Regions from separate parts of the Mus musculus genome. Here region 1 is linked to region 2. The links are chromatin contacts, called in public HiChIP or PLAC-seq maps. All regions are on one chromosome and are shown on one strand. The core of a region is the stretch at or near the end of the contact, and the rest is flanking DNA. Distances in the headings are between cores, read along the strand shown.

What was found. HiChIP or PLAC-seq counts read pairs in DNA pulled down with a chosen protein or histone mark.
Region 1: an H3K4me3 HiChIP or PLAC-seq map of bone marrow-derived macrophages shows a contact between it and region 2, with 9 times the contacts expected there. The contact joins the promoter of Xrcc2 here to the enhancer-like site in region 2. A contact is called at or near these places in 5 of 39 promoter capture datasets (cranial neural crest, embryonic stem cells, maxillary cranial neural crest and 1 more) and 3 of 115 datasets of contacts at active chromatin or transcription factors (bone marrow-derived macrophages and embryonic stem cells).

The regions. Positions count from the first base shown.
Region 1 is chr5:25,703,587-25,707,339 of GRCm38.p6, reverse strand. It overlaps Xrcc2 (X-ray repair complementing defective repair in Chinese hamster cells 2), which reads left to right and starts at 1,543. Exons shown (of 3, transcript NM_020570.2): 1 at 1,543-1,662. The coding sequence starts at 1,624.
Region 2 is chr5:25,090,838-25,094,263 of GRCm38.p6, reverse strand. The region is part of intron 1 of Prkag2 (protein kinase, AMP-activated, gamma 2 non-catalytic subunit); the gene reads left to right. Among named protein-coding and RNA genes, the nearest start is that of Gm42232, 7.5 kb to the left of the region's middle. Within about 2 kb of position 1,398, at least 35 of the 459 cell types and tissues checked have an H3K27ac peak or open chromatin away from gene starts, as enhancers often do. A contact at or near this core is called in bone marrow-derived macrophages, where this site is marked.

The sequences.
Region 1 (3,753 bases), core at 294-2,793, 610 kb before region 2:
CAGTGGGCGTTTGACAGGCAACAGTTAAGAAAACTATTCTCCTCTCCACTCCTTCCTCCACCCAAGATCTTAACACAATGGGCCAGGGAATATAATTCATCTGCAAGAGTGCTTAACTAGCATGCACTAAAGTGCCAATGCCTAGAATCTCATAGGAGTGCTGCTGGCCTGTATTTCTAGAACTTGAGAAAAACAAACAAAAGAAAATAACTATCTCTTGTGAGGCTATGCCAGTGTCCGGCAAATACAGAAGTGGATGCTCACAGTCATCTATCAGATGGAACACAGGGCCCCTAATGAAGGAGCTAGAGGAAGTACCCAAGGAGCTAAAGGGGTCTGCAACCCTATAGGAGGAACAACAATATGAACTAACCAGTACCCCTCCCCCAGAGCTGTGTCTCTAGCTGCATATGTAGCAGAGGATGGCCTAGTCGGCCATCAATGGAAGGAGAGACCCTGGTCTTGCAAAGATCATATGCCCCAGTACAGGGGAATGCCAGGGCCAGACAATGGGAGTGGGTGAGTTGGGAAGCAGGGCGAGGGGAGGGTATAGGGGACTTTGGGGATAGCATTTGAAATGTAAATAAAGAAAATATCTAAGAAAGAATGAAAGAAAGAAAGAAAGAAAGAAAGAAAAGAGAGAAAAGAGAGAAAAGAAAGGAGGAAAGAAAGAGAGAGAGAGAGAAAGAAAGAAAACAAACAAAAGGCAAACAACAAACCTAACCAAACCAAGAGCTTGAAAACTTCACAGGCTCAGTGTATTTCCACAGTTCTTTTCAATTCAATATACATTTTTCTCTTCCCACCCCAGTTATCTATAAATACCACAGCCAGTCATAGGCTTTTGCCTCAAGAAAGGACAAGAAGAGCGAGCTTGCTCAGTAACGGTGTTACTTCTCCTGTTAATCTGGTTATGCTGTTCTGCCCAGAGTAGTCTCCTGGGCTCGAACTATTATCTGGCTTCAGCCTCAGGAGTTGTTGGGACCACTGACACACCAAAAGCCCAAATCAGTAAACTTTTGTCCTAGTACCTTTGAGACACAATCTCATACTACAGCCCAAACTATAGCCTGATCCGACTCTTGGTGATTCTCTGCCTCAGCCTCCCGAGTGCTAGGATCACAGGCATACACAACCGTGGCAGGAAGATGTACTTTAAGTTTCTTTAGAACAAGTAAGCACGGGCAGTGGTGGTGATCGCCTTTAATCCCAGCACTCAGGAGGTAGAGGCAGGCAGACTTCTGTGAGTTCGAGGCCAGCCTGGTCTACATAGTGAATTCCAGGACAGCCACGACTACATAGGAAGTTCGTCTCTAAAAAACAAAAACAAAAAACTAAATAAGATTTAGAAATCACGTACATGTTAATTTTGCCTGATAAAGACCCGTCGAGATGAGTAACTGAAGATAACATAAGGACCATAAGGACTAAAGGAAACGCAGGAGACTGGCGTCACCAAGAGGGCGCCGCAGCTTTACTGCGCATGCCCTCGGCTTCTCTGGCTCCGAGCCCGCACAGTGCGCACGCGCACACAGGGTCATTGCTTTGACTGGCTGCGTCTTTCGCGCTTTTGCTAAATGGCGTTGCTGGCGGGTAGGTTGAACCCGCGGAGCTGGCCGGGCGATGTGTAGCGACTTTCGCAGAGCGGAATCCGGGACAGAGGTGAGAGCCGCGGGGCGACGGGAGGGCCGCGCACTACAGGGGGAGGTCGCCGAGCGGCGCCCAGGGCCACCGTGGGGCGGCGCGACAGCCGCCAGTGAACCGGTCAGGGATGGCGAGCCGTGCAGCAGGAGCTGGGGAAGGGAGGACCACCAGTTGAGGCATCAGTAGACGTTTTCTAAATTTAGGTAGCTTGCTTCACCTCTAACTAACCTGTTTGTGGCATCCGGCCTTCTGTATCCCAGAATACCCCTGTCGTCTATCTCTCCAGAGCCACGCAAGCCATTTCACTCAGGAACCGTTAAACGTTAACGTGTGTTACTTGTTCGAGTACTGTCAGCCAAGAGTTGGGAATAAGAAGCAACAACAACAAAATTAATCAACAGGCATGGTGGTACACGCCTTTAATCCTAGCACTAAAGAGGCGGAGGCAGGCAGATCTCTATGAGTTTGAAGTTAGCCTTTATATAGGTAGGTCCAGGCCAGTCAGGGCTCTATAGTGAGACCCTCTCTCACAAAACAAAATGTAATAATCGAAGCTTCTGTAAAATATACAGCATATGGTAAAAGCATGCCTCTCCAAAAGAGGGTAAGACAAATTGTAGGAGGAGCTAACTTAAATGTATTCAGAGGGGATCCAGGTAGCTCACGCTGGCCTTGAGCTTGCCGTGCAGCTGAGTATAACCTTGTCCTAGTTATTTATTTGTAGAAATTATGTAAATGAATGTGTGTCTGTGGGTTGGTATGTACCCATGTGTGTAGATGAATTTGGAGGCCAGAGGAAAAGGTGTCAGATGATCAGGAGCCGGGGTTATTAGCAATTGAGTTATCTGAGCCAAACTCATGTTCTCTGTAAGAGCAAAACCCATTCTTAACTGAAATCCATCTCTCTGGCCCCTAACCTTCGACTTCTGACCGTCCTGCCTCCGGAATGCTAGGATTACAAGTGTGTGCTACAGTGCCCTGTTATCCACTGCCAAGGATGGAATCCAGGCTTTCATGATTCCTAGGCATGGGATCTGCCACCAGAGCTACCGTTCCCAGCCCCTGAACTGGCACTGTAAGGACTGTTCAGTGGTTTGCTGCTGAGGAGGGAGCAGCTCAGGTATGGTCTGAACTTAGCAAGGGCAGCAGTTCCAACCTGTGGGTCACTGCCCCTTTCGCAGTCCTCTATCTCAAAAAATATTTACATTACAATTCATAACAGTAATAAAATGACAGTTAGGAAGTAGCTTCAAAAATAATTGTATGGTTGGGAGTCATTGCAGCAGGAGGAACTGTGCTACGGGGTTGAAGCGTTAAGAAGGTTGCTTTAGGGGAACAGCCAGTGGTTCTGTAGAGTCGGAACAAAGACAATGTTGGGAAGCGAGCTTTAAGAAATAGGTGGAGTACGCATCTCCCTGTGTAAACCCAGCCTGACGGACACACACGCACACACACACACACACACACACACACACATGCACACACACCACACACACACACACACACCACACACCACACACACACCACACACACTCACCACACACACACACACACACACACACATACACCACACACACACACCACACACACTCACCACACACACACACACACACATACACCACACACATACACACACCACACACACTCACCACACACGCACACATACACCATACACACACACACACCACACACACACACACTCACCACACACGCACACATACACCATACACACACACACACACACACACATACACTCACCACACGCACACACACACATGCACACACACACACACCACACACACACACACCACACACTCACCACACACACACACACACACACCACAATACTGTTTCTCACTTCCCTCCCAGGTCACCCACCAGGCTTTTCTCTAAATGCACTGAACATGGCAACTTCATAATACACAATAAATATTGATAACGGTGTCTGGTTTTCACTGGGAAAAAAGAAGCTACAGAGCTGCCTCTTTGTCATAGACAGATATTAAGTAAGACAAAATAGCATTTATTTAAAAATAATTAGTTTTGTGTAATCACAGACTTACAAACTTTTCTATTTATATAAATTGTTGCCTTGTACATATGTGTATA
Region 2 (3,426 bases), core at 149-2,648:
GGCTGGGCATAAATAAAGCAGCATGAAGCTCCCCAGGGACCAGACAGAAGAGCAGTCTGGGATCTTTGTAGCGTAGTGTTTGCTAATGTCCTGTGATCTTAGGTACAGAAGGACTAGAGTGTATACCCAGAACGGGCCTTAGGAGAGAATGGCAGAATGGAAACTGGGAGGAAGTAGAGATGCCCCTTGTTCCCTTGATGGCTTTCTGTTCCACAGCCTTTACCATGTGTGCAGGTTTCACCCAGTCCCACCATACTAGGATTTCCATGGTGGATGGATTAGTTCAGAGCAGCAGCAGAAAGAAGGGCCCCTTGTGGCCAGGCTAGGGAATACCCACTTGTCCCCCCCCCCCCCACCTCATGCCCATGCACACAAGTCTCTATTGGAACAGAGAAGGTAATGTTTGTATAGTGCCTCTCAGGTTGGGACCCCATTGGGTTGGGTTCCTGGATCTGTTGTAACACAGCCCCTCAAACTAGGTGACCTGCAGCCACAAGAACCTACCTTTATTACGTCTAGAGGCCAAAAGTCCAGTGTCAAGGTGTTAGTGGGATTCTCTGTGCTGTCTCCCCCTTGCTTGCACTGCCTTGCACATCGCTCCAACATTGCTTCTGTCTTATGTGGCCTTTACCCTTGGGGTGGCTGTGCTAACATGTCTTCTTCCTAAAAGAATGTTAGCCATAAAGGATTAGGGTCTACCCTAATGACATCATCTAGTTTAGCTCCTACTTTAAACAAGGTCATACACAGCTTCTGTGGGCTAGGACTTTAACCACACCCTCTGGCTTCTTGGGCTGTGGATAGTGTAGGTCATTGAGCTGCCATTTTCTGCACCACCCACCTGGCACAGGATTGAGAGCATGGACTTGAAAAGAGCTGCAGCCACACTACCTGGCAGCAAATGTGTAGCTCTTCATCTACATGTCTAGCAAGACATTTCTCTCTTTCTAAAATTTCAGTCCTCACCGTGTGGCATCCCTCCTGCTTGCCCTCCTGGCACAAGAGAAGGCCTCTATGAGACCGCCCTTCCTTACTACTTCCATGCCTCAGGATCACTAGGCAAGCTTCCCACAGTAAGAGTGGCATGCTGCCGGTCAGGAAAGCAGGCAGGAATCCGGGGCTACTGAGAGCAAATCGGACTCTGTTGAACTAAACATTCATCAACAACTTCACTGCCCAGCTAGAGAACACCAAAACATCAGGGCCCTGGCAAGAGCCTGTGGCCCAGATGCTATTCCATTGGTCTGTGGCAAGCCATGAGTTGGCAGAGAAGGCTTTCTGTCAACAGGAAGTAAGATGGAGATTTAGTTATTTTCAAAGTAGAGGAAGAGATGAGTACAATTTGAATGGGCAAGCAGGCTAACTGGAGGTGCTTCCCAGCTTGTGGGGCATGCACAGCCAGCTAAAGTTTAACCATTTCCTCTGCTCTGACTACGTAGGCACCTCTGAGAGTTCCCTGTGGTTTAGCCCAAGGGACATGACTCCCCTTTCACGTGGCTCCTCTACTGATCTCTGAATGTGGTCACAGATGGTTAACCAAGCAGGTGAAGGCCCGTTCTGACCTCCATGCTCATTGCTTCTTTACCAGCTTGTATTGCCACGCACCAACAGATGCTGACTCTGGAGATTGGTGGGCGACTAAGGGAAAAATGGGCAGACCGGGTGTTTCCTGGGTGGTTGAGTTTGTGCTTCATATTTTAGGTTAAAGGAGCTGGACACAAACACGGGGGAAGCCAAGAGTACCAGCTCTGGGAGGGTGAGACTCTTCGATGGGCTTCCCAAGTGTCTGACTGAACATCCCTGCTAGGGAGCTGAGTGGATCAGAGAAGGATTTAGGAAATGGGAGAGAAAACAACTGCCAAGAAACATCACCTCATTGCCCGTTCATTTTTCAGAAAGTTTTTCAAGCTATAAGCTGCTTGTAAAGTTACCTTAATGAAGTGTGTGCTGGGGACAGGCAATGACAGAGGGTTTCCACTTCTCTCCGGTCAGCCTGGAGCTTGTTGGTCAGCCCTCAGTGGACACTGGCAATTGTAACACCTTTTTCTAAGTGTTATTTGAGGAGAGCCATTGAAAGAAAACAAAGAAAGGTATCCACACAGCACAGGGAACCTGAACAAGACCACCAACTGTGGAAGATAAGAGATCATCTGCGCTGGACTGCCATTGTGCTGGCTCAGTGCCACATGATAAGTCCTTGGGCAGAAGAAGACTCCAGGCTACTCTCCAGTGGTCACAACCTGTTTCTACCAGAGGGGATCAGATCTGGTCAGAAGTAGAAGACAGAGAGCTAGGTGAGAGCAACCCTACCTCAGCTGTTCACGTCGCTCACCAGGCAAGGATAGATGGACCACCTGTTGATCACAAGGGCATGCAACCAGTGAGACCCGCGGATGGGGTCTGCCTATTCTTGTGTTTGTATGTACTCTGTGCCGTGGCGGTTCGTGATCCCTTGGTACCACAGAGTCTAAGAAGCAAGAACATTCAGATTGGTTCTCCAGCTGCCTATGCCTTCACTGGGTCCAGGGTGGTCTGAGGAGAGGCGTGAGGGGAGCTGGTTCTCCCACAGGTAGGCATTTGATAGCATCCTGTTTCTATCAGTAAGGATGAATGAGTGTCCAAAGTGATATTTTGGCCTGGGAGGGAAGCCAGGATCAGGAGAATAGAGAGGTTATTTGTCTCCACACCATTCTTGCTTGTTAAATGTAGTTTGAGATTTCTTAAGTGACCTTGGGGCACAAGTAATAAAATATTCTCAGCCGTGCTTCAGAGAAGCCGTGAACAGTGGTACCAAACAGTCTAAGAGAAGAACTTGGCCAGGTGGCCTTCCGTTGGATTGCTGAGGAGAGGAAGTGGCCCAGAGGGCGTGTGGTACTTCCTGGGAGCCCAGGGAGAACAGAAACTTCTCACTGGATCAGCCTGCCTATTGCTGTGACCCACCATGGTCCTATGGTTTGCTAGTGGTAAACCGGGAGCTCAGACTTGGGTCTTCTATTATAACCAAGTTGAGAAGAGAAGAAAATTTCTCAACTCCACAGGTGAGGCCCACCGCCAGGCCCACATACATCCTCTGCTTCTTGATTAGAGGCCAGTAGGCGGCCTCAAACAGTGACAGCCAAACAGTTCTGGTTTGTGCTAGCTCAGAGCAACAGTTGGGCAGGGGTGAGCAGAGCACAGCCCAGGCTGCAGGCTGCAGGCTGGAGGCTGGCCTGAGATATTTTGGGTTGTCCTCTGTCTTTTGTGGCCATGCCAATATTGATGCTCAGGAAGGTCCAAGGCAGAGTCTTGTGGCTCCGCTGCCCATGTCTTCCTGGCTCCAAATTCACCACTGCTGTGACGTCAAGAAAGACATTTGTCTCAGTTTCTTGCTAAATGATGACAACTTCCAGTGAGTTGGGTTCCCTTCCTCAACGTTTTTCTTGACCT